Regions from separate parts of the Mus musculus genome. Here regions 2, 3 and 4 are each linked to region 1. A link is a contact called in public ChIA-PET data. All regions are on one chromosome and are shown on one strand. Each heading gives the region's core, a stretch centred on a gene start, on an enhancer-like site or on the middle of the called end of the contact. The rest is flanking DNA. Distances are from core to core; before and after follow the strand shown. Region 1 holds the start of Sppl3 (signal peptide peptidase 3). Region 2 holds the start of Bicdl1 (BICD family like cargo adaptor 1). Region 3 holds the start of Mmab (methylmalonic aciduria (cobalamin deficiency) cblB type homolog (human)). Region 4 holds the start of Rplp0 (ribosomal protein, large, P0).

Region 1 (3,743 bases), core at 872-3,371:
CCGGTGACAGAGTCAGGGTGTGGCATTCCCTGTAAGCCTGGGCAGGCCCTGGGAAACTAAAAGAGTCAGAGCCTGGCTTAATGATGGGCGAGCCGGAGAGGATCCTGAATGGGCAGGTACTGGAGACTTGCTCTGCAAAGGGAGAAAGAGATAGGGTTTCTGGGAAGCGTACTGTGTTCGTTAGCCAAGCATGGCCCCCAAACCTCATCTTTCCATTCACAAGCATAGTGACTGAGCGGGAGGCCTAGGGAGGCCTTCAGAGCATGGTCTCCACCCATCATTTTAGTGTCTTTGTCCAACAACCTGTGGCATAAACTGTTCATTCCTGCCTGGTTCCAAGCTCAGCCCAGAAATTCCCATTACTGGGTCTTGCTCTCTGCCGCTCTCTTGGCAAAATGATTTTTCTGTTGGTAAGCCTCTTGTGGTCTGAGGATGTCTCACTCCTGCCTGAGAAAATGTTCTCCAATGCCTTTGGGGAGGGGGTTCAGTTCATTGTACCATCCTGTCTTTACCTCAGGCCTACGTTCCTGAGGTTGGTCTCTGGTCCACCACAGCTTTCTTTCTTCTTCTTCTTTCTTTCTTCTTTCAAGATTTCATTAGCTCAGGCTGGCTTTAAACTTTGTGCCAAAGTCTGTAAGTCAAATTCTCTGCATATCTGAGGATGACCTTGATCTATTGCTCAGTATACACCCCTCCCCCCAAGGCCCACCTACTACAGTTCTGGGAGTACAGTGTCTCGTGGTCTAGTTTTGTTGCTTTAAAAATCCTCCACGTGTCCCTTCAGCCTGATAACCAGTGAACTTTTTGCTGTTTCCATAGTCATTTTTCCAGAATGTCATGTGGTCAGAAACATACACTGTGTAGCTTAAATATGTTTCCTCATCTCTTGCTATATGCTTCTTCACGTTTCTCCCTGTCTTTCATTAACTCATTATAGAGTCTCTCTATGTATTCTTGGCTGGCCTGGAACTCACTATGTAGACCAGGCTGGCCGCAAACTCTTAGAGATCTGCCTGCCTTTGCTGGGATTAAAGGCACGCACCACTAGGCCTGGGTTTTTAAATTTTTTTTCCTAACACATGGTCACACACAACGCTCTAACAACTGAGTTATGCCCATTCACCCTATCAAAGTAGCCTGCACCCTTCCTTTAGTCTCTATTAATTGCTCTCCATTATTAATAGCCCCATGACTCTGAAATAATCTTCGTGCTTTAGCCAGCTCGAACCACCTATGTCTCTTCCCTGAGAATATGCATGTAAGGACAAGGGCCTAGGTGAAGGCGCTGACGCCTAGCTGGCACCCAACAAGGACCCCGCTGATCGCTTCTATGAAGACGAGCATGGTAGCATTTGACTTGGCACCAGGCGCCGCGAAGGGACGTTTGCAGAAACCAAGGAGGGGGACCGCGCAGCGCGGGAACCCGAATGCAGCGCTCTGTCCGCATTTTGACAGTTGACTGGCAGCTGAGGACCCAGGGACAGCCGACGGTGGATGATGGAAGGTTGACAGCTGAGTGGCAGTCAACCGCCGCGCACCGGGGAGGACCACTGCGCGCCCAAGGGGCCTAGCGCGCGGCGGCCGCTGCAGCTAACCGTAGCCCCGAGCCGACCTGGGCTGAGCGCTCCGCGCATGGGCAGCGCGCGCGAGGGGGCGGGGCGCCGGGGTCACGTGAGCGTGTTTTGGGCACGTGACCAGCGGCCCGGGCTCGCCCCCGCCCGCTCGCTCGCTCCCTCCTCCCTCGGCGGGCGGGTGTGCTTCGAGCGGCCTCGCCTCACCGCCTAGCGCCCCCCTCAGCCGTTGCTGCCGCCGCTGCCGCCGCCGCCGCCGGCCATGTCCCCCGGCCGCCGCCGCCGCCGCCCGAGCGCGGCGCTCCCGCGGCCCGGCGCGCACTGAGCGCGGGCCCGAGCCACCGTTTCGGGGCCCTTGTTCTCCGCGCCGCCGCCGCCGCCGCCATGTTGGGTTTGGAGCCGCAGCGGAGCCGCCGCCGCCGCCGCGGCTGACGAGGCCGAGCGCGGAGCCCGGGGCCCGCGCCCGCTCCGGGGCCCAGGGAGCGGGGCCCGTCGGAGTCTGTCGGAGCCCGACTGCCTGTCCTCCGTGCGAGCGAGTGAAGGAGCGAGCCGCCGGGGCCCCCGGCCGCGCCCTCTGCCGCCGGCCGAGCGAGCCGCGGAGCCCCCGAGAGGCAGCACCATGGCGGAACAGACCTATTCGTGGTGAGTGCGGGCTTTTGGGGACGAGGAGGCCGGGCCGGGCCGGGCCGCAGGTGCTCGCGGGGCTCGGGGTGCGGGCCGCTGGGCGTCCTCCGAGCCCGGGGGAGGGGCGGTCATTCGAGCCGCGCAGCGGAACCGACTGGCGCGGGTGCTGGCGGGCCAGGGGGGAAGCTGGAGAAGGGTGGGCAGAGAACGGGCCCGGGCGAAGGTGTACCCCACTCTCGGCGAGAACAGGTGGTAAGAGGCACAACTTGCAAGTAGTGAGGGCGGGAGCGACCGCTTCCGCGGTGGGCAGAGGCCCTGCGGCCCCGTGATCGAGCCCTGGCACAGCGGAGAGGGGGAGTCTTGTTCCAGGATGGCCACATTCTGTAAAGGAAGTCGTCGGTAGCAGCGGGGTCATGGGTAGTCTTTGTAAAGGGGTTGGTACTCTGCTCTGGGGATTCGAAGAGTGCTGGCCGGTGTTCTGGGGGTGGAGGGCTCGATCACGGGAATGTGTGTGTGTGTCCGTCCAGGTTGAGTCCCCCTGCCTGTGGGACTTTTTTTAGCAGCGTGTTTAGGGCTGAGGCACACACACTTGTGATTTACAGGGGGGAGGTGACAGATGCGTCCAAGTTTGGGGGGAAAGAGGTGAGAAGGGCAGAGGCGTGGAGTGTTTGCCGCGGAAGGAGGTTGGTTGTACCGGGGGCGAGTGGGAATGGTGTAGTTGAGCTGTGGCTTGAGGGTGAGAAAACAGGAGATGGGTGGGTTGGTGGTAGGTACCGGGCGGGCGGGGAACCTGGTCGCTGCAGCCTAAGAGATCGGAGATGGTTTCAAGCACTTGTGGCTTGGTACCAGAACTGTCGACTTTTCCGAAGAGTGGGGTTGAAGGTCCGCTTCGTTTTGTAATTGGAAAAGTGAGTTAGTTCTTCATTCCTGGACCCTAAACCTTTAAGTACCAGAATTGCCTTTTCCCTAACCTGTACAGATTGTGTGGCTACCTTCGGAAAAGTGAGTTAGTTCTTCATTCCTTGACCCTAAACCTTTAAGTACCAGAATTGCCTTTTCCCTAACCTGTACAGATTGTGTGGCTACCTTCCCAAAGCACGGGGCAAACTGTCAAGTGTTGGGAGCGTAAGTGAGCTGTAACTACCATAGGGAGACAGTAAAAGAGCCGGGTTATACACGAAAACAAGGGATGGTTATGCTAAGTCGGGAGCTCACTGTGTCCTGATGGAGGGTTAGTGATCGAACATGCTTTAGTAATGCAAACGGCAGCGATGTATGCACAATCTGAAAAAGAAGGTAACTGGGAAGTTGAGAGGAAATAACTAAAAGAAAAGTTGGGTTTTGGTGGCTCCAGTTGTGGTTTAAAAGGACAGACTAATAGTTGTGAGCAGCAGTGAGGGAGGGGCATCTCAATGGCAGGTGGGATTCAGTTTCTTACCTGCAGATGGACTAGGTAATGTTGGTGCTGCCATGGGCACTGGCAACACCTAGAGCTTGCTTGTCCTGCCCCACGAGGACTCCTCTGTGAATCCTCATGGCTGCCTTGTT
Region 2 (3,743 bases), core at 723-3,222, 720 kb after region 1:
GTAGTCACTACTTTACAGTGTCATGTAACCGAATTGATTTGGAAAGAAAGGGACACCCTTGTATTTCCAGACCTCTACTTCAAGTGGAGACTAAACAAGTCAATTCATTAAGGTAGCTCTGTTGTACTCTGGCTGTCCGGGCCCAGGTTTCACAGACAACTTTTCAAGCCATGTATCAGGAGTCCATCGACCGGCAGGCCTCGATAACGGGCCCGGCTGAAACACAGGCCGCTCACTGGTTTCCTTTCTTCTGATTTAACTTTCGATAGGTGACTAGACTCTAGACGCACATCAATCCCACGGCAGAAGTGTTTGTCCACTCACATTCTGACCAAACAGAAGCAGTGGAGGAGAACCTGACAGAGGGCTAGTTTCGGGCCTGGTCACATCTGTACTATGATGTTCTCGTAATGAGAACGAGGAGAACTAGTCCAAGAAAAATGGGTAACAGTGCTGAACGCAGAGGGCCAGAAAAGCCTGGCTGTTTCCACAGCTCGAGCCTGCTCTCCTTTTTATTTTGAAAACCTACCACTTTGGAATGGCTATCTTTTTCTAGGTACCCTCAGTTACCATTCAAGACTCTTTCTGCTTAAGAGCAAAATCCCAATAAACACAGTTGTAGACGATGTTGTTGCATGGAATTAACAGAAATATTACTCATTTGAAAACGTACTTAGGATTATTTATTAACTGGGGTGTGTGTGTAGGCCGGAGGACACGTTGCTAGTGACATCCCACATGGGTTCTGAGGAACCAATTGGGGCAAGTGACCTTACCCACTGAACCATTTTGCCAGGAAACGACCCTCCCACAGGGGTGGGTGAGGGGAAATGTTTTTAGTAGTGGTTAAAAGTAACATACATGCTAAGACCCAGGACACAGGAAAGTACTACTGAGACACACATAGCTACTGAAGCCCAAACTAATCACATGATGAGCCCTGCCTTCTCTGATTTCTGCAATGGAACCACATCCCCTAATCCCTAAGCATTTGAAAGCTATATAAAGCTCCTTTCGAGGCACTTGTTCCCCACAACTCTCTGCCAGAAAGTTAAGACAAGGGCATCCAGAGGCCTTAATGCCCGGACTGGAAAGCTCTGGGCTAACACCCTGATTAGAGATTAACTGCTTCTCCGAACACCTGAAGCATATTTTAAATGCTTCTCGATGTTCTCATTTCTGTGTGCAGATATCGCCTTGGTGCTGTATAAATTAGTCATACTGTAAGCTCTATTTTAGACTCTGTGTACAATACATATATAGAACGGCCCACAACGGTGAGAGACGTGCACGGACTCACATCCGAGCTGGGTGGGAAAGGCAGGTGGGCTCAACGAACGCGCTGATGCTGGTGAAAACTATCCCTCCTGCCTCCCCGTTCTCGATGATCTTCTTCGAGGTAGACTAGGCACGGAAACGGGGAGGACAGGCAGGCACCCCAGCTCCCCACCCATGCCGCCGGAAGGTCCTCACCTCTAGCTTGTCCGTCAGCTCCTTGTGCATCTGCTCGTACTGCCGGCTCATGTCCTGGTTCCTCTCGAGCAGCGCCTTGCCTAGTCGGGCCGCCAACACCAGATCCTTCTCCTTCTGGCGGATCACCGACAGCAGCTCGGGATCCTGGGTAGGCGGCGGCGGCAGCGGCGGCCCGTGCCCCTCAACCGGAGACTCCGGCTCCGCCTGAGGATGCTCGCCGGGCTCGGACGACCGCTCCCCGGCCGCCAGCAACGCCAGCTCCTCCTCTAAGGCCAGTTCCAGTTCCCCGGGACCTCCGGGGAAGGAGACGAGGGCGGCAGCAGTGGCGGGACTCCGGACTGCGTCCCCGGCCCCAGCGGGCAGCTCCATGCAGCAGGCGCTGTCCGGCTCGGCGGGTGCTGAAGCTCGGCCGGCCAAGCCCAGGCAGAAGGCGGACATGGCCCGCGCGCGCCGAGCCCGCAGCGGTGCGGCCCGGCCGGCGCGCGCCAGGCTGCAAGGCGGGGGGTGGGGATGGGGATGGCGGGGGAGGGGCCCCGCCGCGCCGCCCCGCGCTTCGCCTCGCCTTGCGCCGCGGCACGCGCCCCCCGGGTCCCCGCGAGCCCTGGGCGCGGCGCGCGCGGGCGGGCAGGCGGGCGGCCCCTCCCCCGCGCCGGCGACACGCGCCCCCGCCCCCGGGGGGCTCAGCTGCTGGCGCGCGCCCGGGACGCGGACGACGGGGGTGGGCAAGAGCGGCAGAAGGGGAGATTGAAGAGGGGTGGCGGGGTGCGGAGCGGGAGGAGAAGCCGCGCTAAGGATCGCCGCCGCGGCCGGGGTTCAGCCGCCCTGTTGCTGCCGCTGCTGCTTCTGCTGCCGCCGTCGCCGCCGCCGCCGGCCGGCCGGCGCCTCACGGGGAGGGCTGCGCTCCGCTGTCGCTGCGTCGCTCGTTGCTGCTGCTGCCGTCGGCCGCTCCTTGCAGCCGCGCTCCATGTCCCCCGGCTCGGCGGCAGCAGCGGCGGCGACGGCGGCTGCTGCTGCTGCAGGGGCCGAGGCGGCGGCTCGACATCGTTGGCCGCACAGCCCCGGAGCAGTCCTTCCTTCTTGCCTGCCCGGCCCCGCAGCTCACCCGGCCGAGGAACCCGCCCGGCTCGCCCGCCGGGCTCGCTCCTCCGCCCGCCCGCCCCGCGCTTCCGGCCGCGCCCCTCTTCCCCGCCCCGGGGGCCGGCGCCTGACGCGCGCGGGCACCTGTTCGCCGCCGCGCCCGCGCGGGATTCGCCGACGCTCCGCTCGCCTCGGCCGCGCCCAGGTGGCGCCCGCCTAACCCGGACGTGGCCTCACGCGACGCGGGGACGGATGCGCGCGCCGCCCGTGGGGAAGCTCAGCGCGTCCTGAAAGGCCGGAGCCTCTCCCTCCCGTGTGTGTGTGTGGGGGGGGGGGGTGGGGACGGCCACGCCCCCGGCCTGGAGCCACGCCCTCAGCCTCGTTCCCAGCTCTAGGTGTGGCCACGCCCCCTGCGCGCTCACCTAAGGGTGCGGCTCTACGTCCACCACTTCTCCGACTCCTCCTCAGCTTGGCGCTCGGCCACGCCCCCTGCCTCGTTTTCGCCGGGGCCACGCCCCCCGCGCTCGCACCTCTGGGTGTGGCCTCCTCCTCCTCCAGACTCCCACGCTCTCACCCCTGATGGCGCTCTGCAGCGGCACGCGTCCTCTTCCTCGCCTCCGCGGCCCCAGCCCGCAGCCTCTCTTCGGTTTGGGGAGCTGGCGGGAGCCCCATTTGGATTGGGTCTTGTGGTGGGGTATCCTAGCTGGTCTGTGGTCCGAGGGGGCTGCGGACAATTATGTGAGTCAGGGAGCCAGGCGGAGAGCCATTTGCAGTGCGGGATTTCTATCTGAACCCCTGCAAGAGCTAAGCAGTCGGGAGAGGGAGCCCTCGAGAAAAGGAGGCGGAGGAATGACTTGGAGAACCCAGCATCTTCATACTGATGACTCAGGGATATGAGAGAAAAGGGTTTGTGGAGAAATAACGGGAGAAAACAAAAATCCTGCTTCTAGATGGGGGATACAAAGCACAGACATTCCCCAGTAATAACTACCTGAGCCATGTCCAGCTTTTTCTTTGTTAGTTTTATATGCGTTATCTTAATCTCACAAGGGTTTTATAAGGTGTTGTCCTTCTTGCTGTTTATACATGGGAAGAAACTCAGACTCTAGACTTGGGTTCTGCCAGGCTGACTCTGGGATTCCCATTAAATTATTATTCTTTCTTAACATGTGACCCCCATCTGGGGGAAGATA
Region 3 (3,743 bases), core at 333-2,832, 570 kb before region 1:
GAAGAGCAGTCAGCGCTCTTAACCACTGAGCCATCTCACCAGCCCCGCTTTTTGCTTTTAGATTTATTTATTTTATGTATATGAGTACACTGGTGCTCTCTTCAGACACACCAGAAGAGGGCATCAGAGTCCATTACAGATGGTTGTGAGCCACCACGTGATTGCTGGAAATTGAACTCAGGACCTCTAGAAGAGCAGTCTGAGCCATTGTAGCAGCGCTACAACTTGTTTTGAACACTTGAACAGTGCACCTTTCTTGTGGCTTCACACTTATGATGTATATTCAGACCCGTCACATGGCTACAGCGTGGCCTACCTTTGTCTCCCGTCTTGGTGTAAATCTTGGGGATCTTGGCTGCCGTCGAGGACGGCTGCAGCCTGATGAGAAACAGACACAAAGGCGTGGTAAGTGGGAACGGCTGCGCCTCGGGGAGTGACGCCCAGCTTTCAGTCTGCAACCTCAGGGGCAGCACTTCTCTGCCTCTGGGATGGCAATCTCCCGTCAGCCATTTCCCCGCTGCCCCTTCCTGACAGCTTCCTGTCCCTGTCTCTACCTGTACAGCAGCTGCTGTAGCATACTGCTCAATAAAGATTCTTGGCAAATACTGGCAGGAAGGACTAACTGGTCACTCCATGTAGCCCTAGCTCCACAGTGGGCTAAAGCCGCTAGCTCCTGGAACTGCCCTTCAGCTTCTCCCACACTCCCAAAGTTAGCCATACGCTTCTCCGTTGAGGAAACTGGAGCCCACAAAGATTCAACTTCCTAGATCTCCAGGAAGAGACTGGGCTGGGATTCATGCCCAAAACCCTTCTACTGTAAGCCTGACCTGGTCCATTACCCTCCCCAAACTCTTGTCTCTTCTAACCCCAACACAGAAGTTAGCACTTCTGGGGGAAAGAAAACTAGGCCACTTGCACTTTTCTAAGATTTTTCAGTGTCAAGGAAAAAAAAAAATACACTGTCAAAATGGAATTTCAAAAATGCTATTTTAACTTAATTTTTTTTTTTTTGAGGACTGCGAATGAACCCCGACTCTGCCATTTTCAACTAGCAGTGCATAACTTAAAATTAAAATGTGAATTCACAAAATTATTTCAAAGTCAGAGGACTGGACAGGGAACGCTGATCATGAGGTCATGGTAGTCTGCAAGTCCCTATGCAAGTTTCTAAGTGTTACCATGTCTTCCTGGTGTCTTAATCCTAATCCAAACAAACTGCTTGGGGAGGCCGGACAAAACCCACAAGAGCATGCCCCTGCCCTGACTGACCACAGCTAGACTCCGTTAGAACTTGGGGAGGAAATCCTGGCCTCTGACGCCATGACGAGCCCAGTGACGTCAGGCCACATAGAGCACGTCATCGGTGTGATGTACCCACGGAAACAACCGTTCCTCCTCCGTGTTGAGTTACTCTCCAGGCCTGAAACTCACCTGTCCCCGTCTTCCCCGCCCTGAGGGCCACGGCTCTGGAAACGGGGACACAGCAGTCTGCAGGCGCTGAGACGCCCGCGCAGGCCGAGGCGACCCCCAAAGAGCCACACAGCCATGCGCACGGTAACGCATCCAAGACTGACCCGGCTAGGCACCCGTCCAGGCCCGGGGATGACTCCGCCCCGCAGCCGGCCGCGCCACCTCTCAATCGCTGTTTCCTATTGGCCTGGGGCACTCGCACCAGGGCGGGGCACTCCCCAGCTCTTGATTCCCATTGGATTACTTGTAGAAAGAGGCGAGGCAATTTCGGCTTGCTTGAAGTTCCCATTGGTTAATGTTTGACCCAATCTGTAAAGGAGCCCTTAGCTCCAGCTCTCTGATTGGCCTCAGGAAGACACACCCGCCTCCTTGGAACTCTCCCATCTGATATGGAGAAGACCGGGAGCTGCGGCCCGGGTTTCAGCTCACTTGGGCGCTGGCCGGGGCAGGTGAGAAGCCTGGGCTGCGGGATGGGCGGCGTGAGGACCGGGTCCCGGACACCCCGGGCCGGGCGCCGCGGTTCTCTGCCTTCGTGTCCTCGATCTGAGCGCTCGGCGACCTCAGATCGGACAGTTTCCCCTAGACTAGGGTCCCGTAGACTGGGCTACTTAGTGTGCAGTGGGGTGGCCAGTGAAGCCTTGAACCCGGGTGATTTTTGCATTATTTATAACAACGTAAAAATGCATGCACCCATAAATCCAGCAAAACCACTCTGTGACATGACTCTTGCCTTGCAGAAGTTCTTGTTTGAACGTGCAACACAGGGCGTTAACAGGTGAGTCCCGGCAGCCGCGTTTGTGATTGTGACAGGTTGGTTGTGGTCTTGAGGTCCGGGAAGGATTCTTTCTCCTGCAAGATTTTATCTAAACCTCGCGTTCCCACACGCATCAAACACATGGCCGTCCTCAGAGTAGGCAAGCAGTCCATGCCTGAGCTCATGTCAGTTTCTACTGGCAACAGCAGTGGTAATAAACTCTGGAGCTGAGAACCTGTCAGTGCCGAGTAGCTCAGTATAGTCAAGAGGCCACTTTGCCAGACAGACAGGCCTTGCTGCTGGTAGTCCTTTGAGTCAGCCTCCAGTATTGCCTCTATTATCTGATATATGGGAAACAGATTCATGGCATAAGACATTCTGGGGACGGAAGAGCTGTGGTCTGAACCCAGATTTTTTTTTTCCCATTGTCCACCTGACTGGCTCACTGCACTGTCATCCTGGAACATAGCTCTGGATGGTAGTTCTGGATGGAGTTTCTCTACATGCTCCTGGCTGTCCTGGAATTCACTCTGTAGACCAGGCTTGCCTCGTACACCCAGAGATCCACCTGCCTCTGCCTCCACAGTGCTGGGATGAAAGATGTTCACCTCCAAGCCCAGCCTTCCTGGTGTTTGTAACTAACATCTAGGGAACTTTGTTTCTCTCTCTCTCTCTCTCTCTCTCTCTCTCTCTCTCTCTCTCTCTCTCTTTCCTTGCAGAAGTCTCAGAAGCCATGTTGTCAGAAGCCCTGCTGGTGTCCGCCCCGGGGAAGGTCATCCTCCATGGAGAACACGCTGTGGTCCATGGCAAGGTAAAAAGTCCCCAGGGAGCTGGGCAGTGGTGGCGCATGCCTTTAATCCCAGTTCTGAATTTGAGACCAGCCTGGTCTACAGAGTGAGTTCCAGAACAGCCAGGGCTACACAGAGAAACCCTGTCTCGAAAAAACAAACAAACCAAAAAAAGTTCCCAGGGACTTGAACGATGGGGTACCATGTCTCTCAGACCCTGGATTGGAAGACGGTAAAAGAAAGGCCTAGGGTGTTCACTGGATGAGTATCTCCAGCCGGACGAACCTTAAGCTGGCCCCACTAAGTACAATAGCTGAGGATGGTTGATAAAACCTACAGGTTGGGTTGGAATCACCCAGGAAGTGAGTGTTGGAGGGGAAAGGGATTGAAGGGCTGGGCTTTGGACATTCCAGTGTTGAGGAATTGGAAAGATGGTCTGGTAGAAGTGTTGTGCACACGCATTATCTCATTTAACCCTCAGATCTAACCCACGGCTACGATGTGTAATCTTCTATTTTACAGGTAAAGCTGAGGCTTTTTTTTTTTTTTCCGAGACAGCGCTTCTCATTATCTTACACTCTAAGAGTTGGGATAGGGAAGGAGTGAAGGCCAGTAAATCCTGTCTCCACCTTCAGAGCATACGGTCGCTGGTCCCCAAGCCGCTCACCCTCAGGCTTACTGCTTTTGCCCTTTATTCTACAGGTCGCTCTGGCAGCGGCCTTGAACTTGAG
Region 4 (3,743 bases), core at 742-3,241, 550 kb after region 1:
GAGAACCCTAACTAATATATATTGGTGTACGACAGTTAGGGTATTTATAGTGTCAGAGTCAGGATGTCTTTGGAAATGTAACGTAGCCATTATGTATGCACTTGGAAAAGTGCGTTTAGAGAAAGAGAGACATGGGGTTTGGATTTGACTGTGGAGCACAGTGGGGCCCACACAGTGGCCTTTGAACCTGTTTCTGCAGCCTTCTGAAATCATCAGGTGATTTAAACACTCTGGGCGCTTTCTTGTGGATAAAGTATTGCACCTCAGGACTTGGGGGGTGGGGATGGGGTGACGGTGGTAGCTTCAGGAACATGCACCAGCACTTAGTGCTGAGCATGGGGAATCCTTGTCATTAAAGAGCGACCTCAGCAGCCACTGATGCCTGCAGTTCTCAAACTGGACTGATCTTCAAAGGCACCAGGAAGCTTTAAAACAACAGACTGCTTGTTTAGCATGAACAAGGCCCTAGGTTCAATATCTTCCCCCATATATACACACTTATTTATATATGGATATTTATTTATTCATGGGTCTGGGAAGATGGCTCAGCAATTAAAAACAAGGCAGGAGTGAGACTGTCTCAGTAAAACAATTATCCAAATAATGTTGAACGACTGTGTGTGTATATATATAATGTGTATATATATATATATATATTATATATATATATATATATTATATATATATATATATATATATATATATATATGTGAAGAAGCTAGTTTTATGTATCGATTTTCTCCCGTATCCCTGGAAGGGAAAGCAAACGGTCAATAAAGTGGAAGTGCTTTTTAAGACAACACAGCAAGCGGCAGAACAAAGTTATGGATCCGGGTCTCATCTGGCCGCATGCCCTGCGTTTTGCCTGCTCAACAAATACTTATCTGCCCACTGTCTGGCAGGCACAGAATAAAATCTCTGCCCTGTGGAGCTTACCTTCCTGCAGGGAGAGGCTGACAAGCAGAATGTGGTGAATTATACAGCGAGTTAGATGGTGTAAGTGCTGCAGGAGAAGGTGGGAGAGTAAGGGAGAGTAGGTTTGGTTTTGCCCCCGCCCTTAAAATTTGAAATCAAGAATCAGGGCAGGTCTCCTTGAGTAGATAGCATTTGCAGCAAGATGTGGGGGAGGTGAGTTTCTCTGACCGAAGCTGGCCAGCACCATTCAAAAAGCTGTGAAGCCGGTGGTGGTGGCGCACACCTTTAATCCCAGCACTTGGGAGGCAGAGGCAGGCGGATTTCTGAGTTCAAGGCCAGCCTGGTCTACAAAGTGAGTTCCAGGACATCCAGGGCTATACAGAGAAACCCTGTCTCGAAAAACCAAAACCAAAACCAAAAAAAAAAAAAGGCATACTCTTGAAGGGGATAAAAGGGCAAAGGGATCAGGCGAGAGGCAAACACATCAGTAGGAAAGCAAGAAAACAGATTGCGACAGTGGAAACAGTCGTGTGGGACCTTGAGAATAGTCTACGTTTTAGGCGTTTACTCAGAGAAAACGGCAATCTTTGATTAACTTTGTGCGGGTGAAGATGTAGGTTTTGAAAGGAAGAACAAAACGGGCAGTGGTGGCGCACGCCTTTAATCCCAGCACTTGGGAGGCAGAGGCAGGCAGATTTCTGAGTTTGAGGCCAGCCTGGTCTACAAAGTGAGTTCCAGGACAGCCAGGATATACAGAAAAACCTAAAAAAATAAAAAATAAATAAATTAAAAGAAAGAAAAAAGAATGGAAGAACAAGAGGAGACTAGAGCATCAGCTAGGGTTTCGCAGAAAGTTGTTTTGCTGTACTGACTCGGTGACGCTGCAGGGCGGCTCCGACCCAGCAGAGGGCAGCAGGTCTGAAAGCGCGCCTCCTGCGGCCGGGTGCTGTCTTTACTTTCCCGACTTGCTGGAGTGGCAGCGGTCTCAGCCAATAGACGCGCATGTTTATTGAGTGAGGCAGGACAGTCGATGGAACCAGCCAATAGGCATGGACGACGTCGTCTTCGGGTTTCGAGGACCGCCTGGTTCTCCTATAAAAGGCACACGCGGGCATGCGGCCCGTCTCTCGCCAGGCGTCCTCGTTGGAGGTTGGGGGGTTGTTTTGTTGTGGGAGGGCGGCAAGAGCGCGGGGACGTTGCGGGTGGGAGCGATGGGCTCGGGAAGGATCGCGGCCGGGCTCTGCCCGTCCGGTCTACCGCCTGGCTTGTCGGATCGCCCGCGCTGCTGGCGGCCGCAGCCCGGGGCCCAGCTCTGGCGTGGCCGGCTTGGCCTAGGCCTGGGATCGGGGCCGGTGTTGGGGTTACCGGGCTCAAGCTGCCCCCTCTCTCTCCCCAGTGACATCGTCTTTAAACCCCGCGTGGCAATCCCTGACGCACCGCCGTGATGCCCAGGGAAGACAGGGCGACCTGGAAGTCCAACTACTTCCTCAAGATCATCGTAAGTGTGGAGCGGGCCGGGGACGCGCGGCTTCCGCCTCCGGGTCTTCCCGGGGCGGTCGTTGGCCACGCGCTTTAACAGAGTTTGGGCATCCTGGGGAAGTTCTGTAGTCTTGGGATCTCCCCCCCCCCCCCCCGCGTTCCAGAACTAGCTCGCTCACCCAGTTTTTCATCTCGTCGAGCCCTTCGCGTTTGTGCAAAGGGCTGAGACTGGAGTGATTCATCTTGTTGCCCATCTGAGACCTGCCAGTCAGGCTGCTGTTGAGTGACTTAATTACAAAAGGCCTTTGAGGTGGCTTTGAACCAGAGCTACCAGACTTTGTAGGTACCAGTCTGTTTTAGTTAACTTTTCTTTTTTTTTTCCGAGACAGAGACAAAGATTTTTGGGTCTGGTAGTACCTTTTATATTTCACAACCTAAGATCCCCCGACCTCTCTATAATTTGTTTTCTGTGCTTTTTAAGTCTGTCTCTTCCCTGATCAGAGTCACTTTGGTCACCCAGGCACGCCTTATTTAAAAAGTAAAGCTTAAGATTTACTTGAGGCAAGTCTTCCCCCTATAGCTCTGGCTGGCCTCGGATTAGCAATTAAGCCTTACCTGTCTTTACAGGTGTGGCACCACACCCAGCTAAAAGTTAATTTTTGGCTGTGACAGTAATTTTGTGATACTCGTAACCAGCAAGGAAGCTGGATCAGATAAAGACAGACGTTGGGCTCGGGTGGCTGGCTCCTAGCGAGAAGTGTCACACCTAGGGTGAAGCAATGGGGAGGTAGAGGTAGCAGGGTTTCGGGTTTTGCTGGGTATTTTTTGTTTGTTTTCCTCTCAATGTAGTTTTTCCTGGCTTCCTTCATAGCAACTTTTGGATGATTATCCAAAATGCTTCATTGTGGGAGCAGACAACGTGGGCTCCAAGCAGATGCAGCAGATCCGCATGTCGCTCCGAGGGAAGGCCGTGGTGCTGATGGGCAAGAACACCATGATGCGCAAGGCTATCAGGGGCCACCTGGAGAACAACCCAGCTCTGGAGAAACTGCTGCCTCACATCCGGGGGAACGTGGGCTTCGTGTTCACCAAGGAGGACCTCACTGAGATTCGGGATATGCTGTTGGCCAATAAGGTAAGGGGCTGGGACGATGAATGAGGATTTGGCCATTTCGGGGCTTTCACCGATGGAGAGGCATTTCACCGTCGACTACCTCTGTTCTGTTTAGGTGCCAGCTGCTGCTCGGGCTGGTGCCATCGCCCCGTGTGAGGTCACTGTGCCAGCTCAGAACACTGGTCTAGGACCCGAGAAGACCTCCTTCTTCCAGGCTTTGGGCATCACCACGAAA

What was found. ChIA-PET counts read pairs in DNA pulled down with a chosen protein or histone mark.
Region 2: an RNA polymerase II ChIA-PET map of memory CD8 T cells shows a contact between it and region 1, with 5 read pairs. The contact joins the promoter of Bicdl1 here to the promoter of Sppl3 in region 1.
Region 3: an RNA polymerase II ChIA-PET map of memory CD8 T cells shows a contact between it and region 1, with 7 read pairs. The contact joins the promoter of Mmab here to the promoter of Sppl3 in region 1. A contact is called at or near these places in 3 of 115 datasets of contacts at active chromatin or transcription factors (large pre-B cells, memory CD8 T cells and pancreatic cancer cells).
Region 4: an RNA polymerase II ChIA-PET map of memory CD8 T cells shows a contact between it and region 1, with 8 read pairs. The contact joins the promoter of Rplp0 here to the promoter of Sppl3 in region 1.

What each region holds. Positions count from the first base shown.
Region 1 is chr5:115,009,403-115,013,145 of GRCm38.p6, forward strand. It overlaps Sppl3 (signal peptide peptidase 3), which reads left to right and starts at 2,122. Exons shown (of 11, transcript NM_029012.2): 1 at 2,122-2,213. The coding sequence starts at 2,191.
Region 2 is chr5:115,729,649-115,733,391 of GRCm38.p6, forward strand. It overlaps Bicdl1 (BICD family like cargo adaptor 1), which reads right to left and starts at 1,973. Exons shown (of 9, transcript NM_001080808.2): 1 at 1,474-1,973. The coding sequence starts at 1,911.
Region 3 is chr5:114,442,445-114,446,187 of GRCm38.p6, forward strand. Mmab (methylmalonic aciduria (cobalamin deficiency) cblB type homolog (human)) reads right to left here and starts at 1,583. Exons shown (of 9, transcript NM_029956.4): 1 at 1,432-1,583; 2 at 317-378. The coding sequence starts at 1,547. It overlaps Mvk (mevalonate kinase), which reads left to right and starts at 1,825. Exons shown (of 11, transcript NM_023556.3): 1 at 1,825-1,919; 2 at 2,944-3,035; 3 at 3,715-3,743. The coding sequence starts at 2,958.
Region 4 is chr5:115,557,476-115,561,218 of GRCm38.p6, forward strand. It overlaps Rplp0 (ribosomal protein, large, P0), which reads left to right and starts at 1,992. Exons shown (of 7, transcript NM_007475.5): 1 at 1,992-2,064; 2 at 2,312-2,413; 3 at 3,266-3,529; 4 at 3,624-3,743. The coding sequence starts at 2,360.